Regions from separate parts of the Mus musculus genome. Here all the other regions are linked to region 4. Evidence: chromatin contacts called from public Hi-C, HiChIP or PLAC-seq and promoter capture Hi-C data. All regions are on one chromosome and are shown on one strand. The core of a region is the stretch at or near the end of the contact, and the rest is flanking DNA. Distances in the headings are between cores, read along the strand shown.

Evidence for each region. Hi-C and Micro-C count contacts between places; a contact is called where the count stands out from the background. HiChIP or PLAC-seq counts read pairs in DNA pulled down with a chosen protein or histone mark. Capture Hi-C pulls out chosen DNA fragments and counts their contacts.
Region 1: a contact with region 4 is called in a promoter capture Hi-C map of adipose tissue. The contact joins the promoter of Dgat2 here to the promoter of Serpinh1 in region 4. A contact is called at or near these places in 8 of 39 promoter capture datasets (the 3T3-L1 cell line, 3T3-L1-derived adipocytes, the C10 cell line and 4 more), 3 of 484 Hi-C or Micro-C datasets (brown adipocytes, embryonic stem cells and muscle stem cells), 4 of 115 datasets of contacts at active chromatin or transcription factors (embryonic forebrain, extraembryonic endoderm stem cells, large pre-B cells and 1 more) and 1 of 9 other capture datasets (adipose tissue).
Region 2: a Hi-C map of pro-B cells shows a contact between it and region 4, with 2.3 times the contacts expected there. The contact joins the enhancer-like site here to the promoter of Serpinh1 in region 4. A contact is called at or near these places in 2 of 39 promoter capture datasets (3T3-L1-derived adipocytes and hippocampal neurons), 2 of 15 datasets of contacts at CTCF or cohesin (embryonic stem cells and pro-B cells), 13 of 484 Hi-C or Micro-C datasets (B cells, the N1E-115 cell line, bone marrow-derived macrophages and 7 more) and 1 of 115 datasets of contacts at active chromatin or transcription factors (astrocytes).
Region 3: a FOXA1 HiChIP or PLAC-seq map of pancreatic cancer cells shows a contact between it and region 4. The contact joins the enhancer-like site here to the promoter of Serpinh1 in region 4. A contact is called at or near these places in 1 of 39 promoter capture datasets (hippocampal neurons), 4 of 484 Hi-C or Micro-C datasets (Th1 cells, bone marrow-derived macrophages, cerebral cortex and 1 more) and 3 of 115 datasets of contacts at active chromatin or transcription factors (embryonic stem cells and pancreatic cancer cells).

Annotation. Positions count from the first base shown.
Region 1 is chr7:99,181,354-99,184,189 of GRCm38.p6, forward strand. Dgat2 (diacylglycerol O-acyltransferase 2) reads right to left here and starts at 1,360. Exons shown (of 8, transcript NM_026384.3): 1 at 1,039-1,360. The coding sequence starts at 1,159.
Region 2 is chr7:99,100,475-99,103,380 of GRCm38.p6, forward strand. All of the region lies in intron 3 of Uvrag (UV radiation resistance associated gene), which reads right to left. Among named protein-coding and RNA genes, the nearest start is that of Uvrag, 39 kb to the right of the region's middle. Within about 2 kb of position 1,452, at least 124 of the 459 cell types and tissues checked have an H3K27ac peak or open chromatin away from gene starts, as enhancers often do. A contact at or near this core is called in B cells, bone marrow-derived macrophages and pro-B cells, where this site is marked.
Region 3 is chr7:99,199,144-99,201,843 of GRCm38.p6, forward strand. No RefSeq gene overlaps it. Among named protein-coding and RNA genes, the nearest start is that of Dgat2, 18 kb to the left of the region's middle. Within about 2 kb of position 1,353, at least 33 of the 459 cell types and tissues checked have an H3K27ac peak or open chromatin away from gene starts, as enhancers often do. A contact at or near this core is called in pancreatic cancer cells, where this site is marked.
Region 4 is chr7:99,351,889-99,354,681 of GRCm38.p6, forward strand. Serpinh1 (serine (or cysteine) peptidase inhibitor, clade H, member 1) reads right to left here and starts at 1,351. Exons shown (of 5, transcript NM_001111044.1): 1 at 1,165-1,351.

The DNA.
Region 1 (2,836 bases), core at 110-2,609, 170 kb before region 4:
ACCGCTGCCCTTTCTAAGGAAAACTGGGGTAGCTCGTTCCTCCTCCTTCAGTTTCTGCAGCTTCAGCTAAGCAACGTGGGGTGCTTTGCCTTGTATGGAAAAGGCTGAGGTGTGATTTGAACTGTATGCCCCCCTTCCCCATTCACTGAAGGCCTCGGTTCTATCTTGAAGGCAGACACAACTTCTAGAAGGATAATCAACTTAGGCAGATCTCTGTGAGTTCAAGGCCAGCCTGGTCTATAGAATACCAGGACAAACAGAGCTGTTACACAGACTAAACAAACGAAAAAAATCCAAGGGTTTCCCACCCCTCTTCTAAGTATGTCAGACTCAGGGTTGCGCTGTGAGGGCTTCACAGTCTGGGTTGGCCCACAAAAGCTGGGGCAGAGGGCAGTTGGGGCACACCTGGTTCCAGGCAGGCATGTTCTCCATCCAGTGACTGTTTCAGGGGATTACAAAACCCTACTTACCACCCTGCCCCATCCAGTTCCTCCCAGCCAAATCCTGCTCCACCTTGTGAGGTAGATCAGTACTGGGGGCTGGAGAGTGAAATATCACTACTAACTGAGCTGAGTGGGTGGTGTCGCCCTCAGCAGCTGGGGGGATGGCAAGTGATGTAACACGTGTTGCAACATTAGTGAGTACCAGGATGGAGAATGAAGCCAGGCTAGCCTAGGATACCAGGTTGCCTGGCTCAAACTGGGTAACCAGCCGAGCTAAGCATGAATCTTGCCTCATCCTTAACCAAATGACAGGATGCAGAAGAGTCAAGTTCCCCTAAAGAGAAGCTAGTTGTAGTGGCACACCTGCAATCACAGCACCTGGGATGCCAAGGAAGGAGGATTAAGAGTTGGAAGCCAGCCTAGGCTACAAGGCGAGACCTTTTAAAAACTGGAAATAATTGTCTGGGACTCCGACCTGAACTAGCTAGCCGTCCGTCCAGCACAGGGCAGCACGCTTTGGCCAAAGTCCCTTCCTGAAAGTCGTCTTGCTGTGGGTGCCCTCAGGATGAAAGCCCTAGGGATGACTGACACTCACCCCATCGCCCAGACCCCTCGCGTGACAGGGCAGATCCTTTATTCTTGTTTTCGCTGCGGGCAGCTTCCGCCCGACGCTCACCCCGCAGGACCCCGGAGTAGGCGGCGATGAGGGTCTTCATGCTGAAGCCAATGCACGTCACGGCCGTGCAGAAAGCCGCCTCACGCCGCGCCCCTGACCCATGCCCCGGCCGCCGGGGCCAGGGCTTCGCGCTGAGCTCCGGGAGCTGAGGGACAGCGCCCAGGCCGTGGCGGCAGCAGGGCGAGAGCTGAGGTAGGTAGCCGCTGCCACCCTAGATGAGCAGAAAGCCAGCGAAGCGCGGCCACGGCGCCGAGCGCCGCTGCGCGCGCACTTTATAACCTCACAACGGGGCGGGTCGTGACGCTATAGGGCGGGGCAAAAGGGTCCGCCCCGGACTGTGCCATGTTCTTGTAGGGGGTGAGACTCCCGGCGATAAACTATGCACAGAGCCCAGGAAGGCAGCATGGCCTGAACTGTACGGTTCAGAGTCTATAGAATACGGGCAAGGGAGCCGGAGTCCCGGTGTATGAAACTACTCCTGGTTGCCCCAGCGACCGCCTTGTCATTCTCCCAAGCCTCTCTCTCAGACGTTAGTACGGTCCAGCAGCTGGAACGTGGGCAGGGAGTTTGAGCACGTGCGGGACGATCCGGACCGTGCGGGTGCCTGTGTCCCTTTTGGCTGTGCTTTCCTTGGGCAGGCCTAGCCTGCAGTGAGTAGTGTTGGAATTCGTTAGGTTACAGCTGGACCTGACAGTTACCCAAGTGCCGCAGCCTTTCCTTTTACCAGCAAAAAAATAGGAGTGATTGAGTCTTATCAGGAAGGAACCTAGAGCGATGGAGTCTACTACCTGTAATCCTACAATCCTAGCAGCTCGCTCTCTCTCTCCTCTCTCTCTCTCTCTCTCTCTCTCTCTCTCTCTCTCTCTCTCTCTCTCTCTCTCTCTCTCGCCTCTTCTCTCTCCTCTCTCCCCCTTCTCTCCCCTCTCTCCTCTCTCTCTCTCCTCTCTCTCTCTCTCTCTCTCTCTCTCTCTCTCTCTCTCTCTCTCTCTCGCCTCTTCTCTCTCTCTCCCTCCCTCTCCTGTATGTATGCAAGAGTTTGAAGCCAGCCCAGGCTACATAGTGACCCTGTCTCCAAACACCAAAGACAAAGGCAATACTACAAGCATAGTGAGTGATGGACTTCAAGCCCAGTTCCAGACCTCTCTTCCTCTCTTTTCCTCAACTTCAGGGTGTCTTTTGTTTGGCTTGGTTTGCCGGAGGGGGGCAGGGTGTGGGGTTGAGGGTTGTGTGAATGTTGATGTTTTGGTTTTTCTTTTCTTTTCTCTTTTTAGAAATTGGGTTTCTCCTTGTAGCCCTGGCTGTCCTGGCACTATGTAGACTAGGCTGGCCTGAATTTATAGAGATGCACCTTTGTCTGACTCTAGTGCTGAGTGAAAGGCATGTGCCACCACTCGCAGTTTGCAGCTTCAGTTTTCTTTCACATCTGTAAAAACGGGAACACCCGTGATTGTATTGTGAGAGGCTTTGAGAATTGAGGAACTGAGGTATATGGACTAAGCTCACTACAGGCACTGGGACTCATTCCCATTGCCCACAGAGGAAGAGGAGTTCCGCAGAATGAGGGTGTGAGCACAAGCCGAAGGGCAGCATCAGTCAGCATGTCTGGATTGGGGCAGGACCATAGAGACTGTAGTCCTGGCAACGTGGGAGATGGAGACTGCAGTGACATGGGATTAGAAAATCCTCCAGTGTCTCTCTTAAGACTTTGGGGTGGGAC
Region 2 (2,906 bases), core at 202-2,701, 250 kb before region 4:
ATTGATAGCTGCTGGGGTTGGAAGAATTCGTTTTCTTCAGGCATAGAGAAGGAACTAGAGGAGAAGGGAAGGGATGGGAGGTGATAAACCACACTACACGCATGCATAATATGCACAAACAATGGGCGGGGCAATAGCATATAGGCAATGCCCCCAAAGGACTGACATTTAAAACTGGAGATGTAGCCCGACAGCAGAGTGACTGCCTGGCAAGTGCAAGGCCCTGGGTACCATCCCCAGTACAAACAGGAACGATTACACTGGAACAGTGCAAAGTCCAGTGACAGAGTCATGCTAAAGGTTACGCAGCAGCACAGAACAAACAATAAACTCTAAGAAGCAGGGAGGATGCCCGAGAGCACGGAGCTTGGCTTCGAAAGCACAAATAGAATTTCAGCAGATTAAACTTGGGAATGCCAGGCAAAGGGAATGTATTACAAGCACTCAGAGGTGTGAGGCAACAAAGGAAGGCTTGCAGGCAGTACACCTGCAGCTGCTGTGTGAGGTGCCCAATACCCCAACACCCCCCCATCACCTGGCTTCCCCACCCCTCTCACCCTCAGTATCACCCTGCTTAAGCTCATGAAGTCTTGCCAGGTAATGGGGTTTCAGTCTTTATAGCTGAAGACCCTGAGACAGTGGACTGTGGGATGTGGGATTCAGGCATGTAGCCTAGTCATGCCCTTTCTACTGCACACTGCCCTCTCCTCTCTTCAGAGGAAGTTAAATGACTCTCCCTGTCATTCCACCCATGTGGGCTGGGCTGACCCATGCTCATTCACCCATCCTAACCCACATTTCTAATGGTAACCTCTCTGCAGAGCTCAGTGGTCAGCCAGTGATTGCTGAGACACTGTGCTCAAATACCTCAAACCAGTTATCCCTGCCAACGGGTTGGTAAAATGCAAACAAGACACAATTAAGAGAACGGACATGAAGCAAATGTTAAAACTAGTACAAGATTACAGTGACCTTCACAGATCAGCCAGGCAGGAACTGGTCCTCGGCTCATCTACAACTTGAGAATCCTGTAGGAGAGTTCTGGACTAACTCTAGCTCTGGAGCCTGAGATTAGGCTCCCCTCTGTTTGTCCGTCCCCCTTCCCCTCTGCTCTCCACTGTACCCCCCTAATCCTCTCTGCTCCCTTTATACCCCTGCTCCCCTCTGCTCCCTCGTATTCCCCTCTGCTCCCCCTCCTCCCCTCTGCTCCCCTCTGCTCCCCCTCCTCCCCTCTGCTCCCCCTCCTCCCCTCTGCTCCCCCTGCTTCCCCCGCTCCCCCTCCTCCCCTCTTTTCCCCCCTGCTCCCCCCTGCTCTCCTCTGCTTCCCCCAGTCTTCCTCTGAGCATTGTACTCGGTGTAGTTTAATGAGGAAATGAGGAAGGAACAGCACAAATGAGGAAGGAACGTGTGACAGGCAACATTAGTTTATCTATTCTAGAAATGCCAGGAAAAACAAGGACCTTTGAACCTGTCAACCTAACTCAAGTTTTGAATGAGGAAGCGGCGGCCTCTGGGGACTCCCTAGTTACCTAGTCACTGACCATGTCTGCCTCGCCTGCCAACTGTCAGGGTCTCCTGCAGACCCTTTGTAAGGCTGCAGGGCCTTCCTGACACTCTTCCCCGACTAGTTCCCTGGGAACACAGCAAGGATATTTGCTAAATAAACAACAACAATGGCACATTATATTCCAGGTACTGTACTAAAGAAGTTCTAATCAGCTTAAGGTAAAAAAATCTTACAGTGGAAAGCAGAAGTTAAGATTCCTTTGAAAATGGTGCCGCCTTTCTGTCTGACGTACATCATGTTTTCTAAATGGCCATTTAAAAACAGGCTGGTGTAACTATCACTAGAAAAGAAGAGCACTCTGAGCTGTGAGGCCCTAAGGCCCATTCAGTTAGCATTCCTCCTAGGCTCCGCCCAGCAGTTACCTGGCAATAGCCAGGTAGGCCGGGCTTTCGATAAAAGGGGCTGTTTGGCCCCTCCTTAAGCTCTCTGTCCCTTCTCTCTCAGACTCTCTTCTCTCCCTCCTGATCTGTTTCTCTTTCTCTCCCCTCCCCCCTCTCTCTATGTATTCCTCCCTCCCTTCTCCTGTCCCTTCCCCCCTCCCTCTGTGTCTTTCTCTGCCACTACTCCCTTCTCAATCCTCCTTCCCATGCCCCCAAATAAACTCTAGACCTCAGGGGGAAGGGGTGCCTCAGCATGGGCAGGCTCACCTCACCATACCCTGCTCTACAAAACAGATCCTGGCTCGTTTTATAGAACACAACACATCCGCTCCAGGGAAACTCCAAGTCCCTGACTCTCTCTCCCAGCACCTCACAGCACCAGGCTTCCCTTGTCTCCTCCCCACCCCACAGGCAGAGGCTTCTCCAGTGCATTTAACTTAAGACCTACAGGCCCCTATTAGCAATGTGTGTACACACTTTGCCTTAATTTTAGAACTCCAGAGCCTGTGTGACTGCTTCTTCAGAGGACTCATGCGTGGGAGACAGTAAGAACCTGTCTGTCACACATGGGGTCATAGTTGGAGCTGGCAGTCAAAACTTACAGTTGACTCCAAAGGCAGGAAGTGGTAGAAAACTTGCTTTAAAAACAAAATCATGTCTTATATATCCTGGGCTAGCCTCAAACTCCCTGTGCAGCCAAGGACGACTTTGAACTTCTGAACCTCCTAAGTTCTAGGACTGCAGGCAAGCACCACCATGACCAGTTTTATACTGCACCAGAGACCAGCCTCAGAGGAAAGCAGCGTCTGCATCTCCAGCCCTAGGTAACTGTCCCCAGGACACGGGCTACACAAGGGACCATTCCAGGTAAGAGCTATGGGTGTGGCTTTGTGCTGCAGCCACTGAAAAACCAGCTTGGTATAATAACTAATGTTCTTCATAATAACCTGGAGTTCTTG
Region 3 (2,700 bases), core at 103-2,602, 150 kb before region 4:
GATCTCCTGGCCCTCCCCAGACAGGCTTTCTGTGTCTACCACTCCTACAAGGGTCTCTTAGGACCACCAAAGAATTGTGTTCCGGGAGCTGCTTCCACTCCTCCCCAGAGGCAGCGAGGTGCTGCCTGGGCCCTGGGAACAGGGTGACCTTCTATTGTCTTTCTAGGGCCTTCTAGCAGACTTTTGCTTTGCAAAGTGGTGGACCAGAGAAAGGGGTAGACTTCCTGACTATGAAAAACAACATAACACCCATGGGTCCTCGTGTGTCTGCTTGCAGTTAGAATTCTGGAGACAAGCTTGTAAATCCAAACCCCCGCCTCCCCCCTCTGGACACCAGAACTTTATGAGTAAGTGAAGATGTCTTTAGATCACTTCTTAGGAGTTTGCACAGAGGCTGTCTCCTGTTGTATACCCACGAAGGAAGACTCCCATGAAGGACACTCAGTGACACATGGGAAGCCCCAGAGGACCTGTCACATGCACTCTAAGCAGAAGTCTAAACTTTGCAGAGAGAGATTAATCTCCCTTCAAATTCAAGGCCAGCCTGGACTCCAAAGTGAGTTCAAGCCAGGCTGGACAGCTTAGTGAGATCCTGTCTGGAAAAGCCAGAAGCCCGAGGCTGCAGCTCAGCGGAAGAACGCTTGTCTAGTGTGCACTGGGTTCTAGTTCCCATCCCTAGTGCCGGAGTGAAGGAAAAGGAAAGAGGAACTGAGAGAGAAGAGAAAGGGGGGGGGGGGAGAAAAGAAAAGGACGGTGCCCCTGTAGGACCTAGGACCGTCCTAACTACAGAATTGTGAGACTGGGGTGAGGCTGCTGGGTTCAGGCACACCACTGGCATGACTCAGTTCCCCCCTCAGCCTCCTGAGCTGTGGGGTGCAGCTCCACAGAGGAGCACTCAGAACAAGATTCAGAGTTAGGCTACCTGGTACAAACCCAGCCTCACCATACCTTGTAGTGAAGTCCTAACCTGGGCAAGTGATCTCCCCTTTCTGTGGCTTGGTTATTTCTCTTTCCAGAGCGTCTATCCAACTTCAAAGAGATGGTGTGAGATTAAACAGAACCATTTAATACTCAAAAACAAAGCCTTGGCAAGTAACCATTAACAGTCCCCTGCTTCAGCAGTCTTAGTGGTCACGGTAGCAAAGGCAGCCCATCGGTTCCCCCCCCCCCCCACACACACACAGAGGTGGATGGCCTCCAGCACTAACTGCTACAGACCCTATGGGTTTTGCTTTATTTGTTGAGATCTGGTAGGCTCAGGTAATTAAGTGACTCACTTGGGAAGAGGAAGGCAGGTCTGTTTGCTTTGTGACCTCTGGCCCAGTCCCTGGCTGCTTCTGGACAATCCTGTCTGCTTATACTGTGGAGGTGAGACAGCCATCGGTCTGGGACGGTTTGACTCTGTGTTAAGGAGCAAGGGGGTGGAGTGGGGGTGGGGGTGGGGCTGAATAAAGGACCGCTTAGGAACAGTCACAGAGATGACTATTTAAAGGACAACTCACACAAATTACTATCCACAGAATGTGGACAAGCAGAGCCCCAGAGCTCGAAGCTTAGCCATTTGATCTGGTCTAGCTGGGACCAGGGTGTGTGAGGTATGTGAATAGGGTGCTGTTAATTCCAATTTACAATAGAGGGAGGAGAAGAAATTAAGGAAAGGTCACAAAACTCCTGTAGAGCTGGACCTAGCTAGTATCTGAGCTCCCAAAGCACTGTTCTTCCCAGACATTCAGAGAATCTGGTACCTGTTCCACAGATCTCCCTAGTACCTGTGCATTTCTTGGGTGGGAGCTAGCTCAGCAGAATAGGGCCCCATCACTCTGACACCAGTCAGAAAAACTCCAGGAAGAGGAGGAAAGGGGATCTTATGTTGTTACTTCCTGATTCTGTAAGCCTGTTGGGGAGGCAGAGGAGGTTTGTTGAATGACTAAATGAGAAAATTTATCTTTCATATATTCTTTAAGCTCATTGAATCTTAAATCTTTACAGCTTGCGATAACCCGTGAGTTTCCTCTGCATTCTAGGTTGAGCACCAGGCACTTTGGAAATGATCAATAAATATTCCTTCCTTCCTTCCTTCCTTCCTTCCTTCCTTCCTTCCTTCCTTTCTTCCCTCTTTTCTTTCCTTTTTTAAATTGTTGTTTATTTGGGGTTGTTGTTTTGGTTTGTTGGTTTGTTTGTTTGAGACAGGCTCTCACTATGTATCTCTGGCTGTCCTGGATGGAGCTCACTATGTAGATCAGACTGACCTTGAACTCAGAGACTTTAGGTGGTGGCTCAGTGGTTAGGAGCATCCACTGCTCTTCCAGAGGATCTGAGTTTGAGTCCCACCACCCACACAGCAGCTAACTGTCTTCAGTTCCAATTCCAGGGGATTCAATGCCTTCTTCTGAGCTGCTTGGACACAAGTCAAGCATGTGGGGAACATATAGACACGCAAGCAGAACACTCATACACATAAAATAAAATATTGCAGGAGAAAAGAGAGCAAGGATGTTGGAGGGAATGGAAAGCTAGGGTTTGGGCTTTGTGAGAGAGCAAAGGACCTGGAGGTGCTGTGGAGTGTGTACTTGAACAATGACAGGACTTACGTTTCCTGTGTTGCTGTAACTAAAAGATGAAAAAGTGGGCTGGAGAGATGGCTCGCTGGATACAGGAGCTTGCTGCCAAGCCCAACCCTGAATTCACATGGTGGAAAGA
Region 4 (2,793 bases), core at 101-2,600:
AAGAAATGGGAACCCCTAGAGACGTGGGGAGCAGAGGCCGGTCGGGCCCAGTCCCCAGTGGGTACCCGGAGTAAGGAGGTGGATGACCTCTTTTGCAGAGGCAGAAACCAGGGCCCAGCTTGGGCCTCTTCGGCTCAAGCAGGTCAGGCTTTCTCCCGGGGGCTCTGCCTTCAGCAAAGCTCCCAGGCCGACCACTGTGGAGTCCTGTTACACAGCAACCCACTACAAAAACACCTCGGCAGGGAATCCTCGGAGAGAGACAAAGGACCAGACGGAAATGGGGGATGGGTACAGAACTATCAGAGAGTAGGGTGTGGCCTCGGCCTTACTTCCAGGCAACCAAAGCCCCCAGTTTTCCAAGGGCCTCCATGCGTGCCCTGGATGCCAAAGGGCCCAGAAGGAAGCACAGGAAGTTGATAGCTAGGCCGTTAGACCATACAGGGAATGGATGCCTTCTTCCTTTCGTCTGGAGGCTCAGGAATGTCCCCCAAGCTGGAGGCAGGATACCTCAAAGCCTCAGAGGAAGTCCTCGCCCTGCAGGAACCAGATGGGTGGACGGAAGGACCAGGGTGACTCAAGTCACCCAGGGCCTGTGGACCCTGACGACACCCCTTTCGGGTGAGGTGAAAGCAGAACTAATTGGTCAAGTCCGGCCACCTTCCACATAGGATACTGATTAAAAAGCGACTGCTCCCCAAAGCAAGGGGGTCCTTAACAGCTAGAGATGAGACACCAAGTCTACACCTCTTGTGCTAGGTTCAGAGGCCCCTACACAGCCTGTGGGGAGGTTGGTCTGGGATCAATCACTGCGGGTCCCTGGGCCTCCACTCCTGAGTTAGGGACTGCAGAGCTGGCCCTTCCCCGTGGACGATGGGACAGTCAGGTCTTTCCCCTCCCCTCTCAGTTGTGCAGAAGGTCACCAGCATTTAGTCCCAGCTCTACGCATTCCCTCTCACCACCTTTAACCTTCCCCGAGCTGAGACTTCTCCGTACTTTACCAGGCAGTCCGCGTACTAGACCGCAGCTCCAGGGAACCCAGGCAAGTGACAGTTCCAAGTCCGATCTTTCACTGCCCACCTGTGTCAGGACCCCAAGCTTTGGAGCGATCCGTTCCCCCTTGGCCAATGCGCAACCCCAAATCGCCCGGCCGCTCCCGCCCCTCACCTGGGCCGGGCTGGGCTGCTCCGGGACCGACAGGGCAATCGCTCCTCAGACAGGCTCTGCTCAGCTCACTGCCCCGGGCCCTGGATCTATATATGGCTGGCCCCACCCCCTCCTGCCTGTCCCAAGAAACTTCTGGAAAGTTGGAAACGCTTCCGGAGGGCGCCGTGGCTCGGAGAGGAGAAAAAAAGCCAAAGACCTCCCCCAAACCACCCTGGCTCCCGCCCCTGTGCCTGCGGGCTCTCTCCCAGCCCCTGGGTCCTACTGCCCCCTCGCCCTACTAGGTAGAGGGGACTCTCCTCCCGCACCAGCTAGACCTTGGGAGCCAGGGCATTCTTGGGATTCCGCGGTCCTGGACGTGGAAAAGCAGGGTTTAGACTCGAGAGTGAACTGAAGGCAGACAGGCTCCAAAGTCCTGCGCTCGGGGACTGGAGTTGTCGTCTTCTCGGGGTTGCCCACACAAGCCTGCTCTGATCACATATCCCTTCTGCCCCACATGACCCTGCTCTGCCCCAGTAGATCCATTGCCTACTGTTATCAAGCTTTAATCAGGGACCCCTGATGCTACTCCTTAGTCAGGGGCCCTCTCCTTTGCCTTAGGAAAAAGTCAGAGGCAGGGGTCCCTCTCCAAACCAGGGTTCACCCTTGAAACATCCCTGGGGAGGAGAGGCCCTGAGAATTCTAGCTGGACCCTCACCCTGGCAACCAAGTCTTGAACTGATTTCAGACAGACACCTAGGTGGTTCCACTGGACATGAAGTAGTATACAGCAGGGAACATCCTGGATGAATTAAATACAGCATTGTGTGACTTTCCTTCTGGGCCAGTACCCTTGGTTGATGTTAAGTCCTAACTGCCCCTTTCTCCGTCTCAAATGGGTCATCCCTGCTATCTCCTTCCCTCCCTCCCTATCTCCATTGCCTCTTGGGGCTCAGGGTCTCACTATCTCAGGCTCTCCCGCCCCACCCCACCTCTTACACTGAGATAGCTTCTTGAGCCCTGAGTTAACTGATAGTATTCTTTACTATTCTAGTGTCATGCACAAATCTGCACAACTGGGCAAAGTCCCTGCCTTCAGGACCTCCTTTGTGAGGGGTGTGTGCAGCTAGTGGGGAATTCAGTAGGTGAGGCCTGTTGTTTTAGGATCCTCCTATCTTCTGATAGTGGAATGACAGACAACAGATGGACATCACTAGAGAGGAGGTGGAGTGAGAGGCTTTTCCCCCTCTTTTCAGTGCACTGGGGCTGGAACCCAGATCCTCAGGAAAACCAGGAAAGAAAGCATCCTGCCACTGAGCCCCAGCCCCAGCCCCAGAGAGACCCTGTATGCATTCACTCACATTCAATCAACAGACTCATAAGTATTTTCTTTCTCCCAGATGCAGAGCCTGTGGAACAGATGTATCCTTGCACTCAGCATCCCAAAAGATGAGTTCTCTGCAGTTATAGAGAACAGTGGGGGAGGGAATGGACCCCCAGCCTTCCCCACTTCGGGCTGAGGGAAATATTAGATCCTAATAGACTTAGACCCCAATCAAAGGATCAGAGAGTATACGGATTTGCAAGTGACTGCCACAGATGATAATATCATTCAGAAGCCCCACAACGTCTTTGAACTTCGTGAAGGAATCT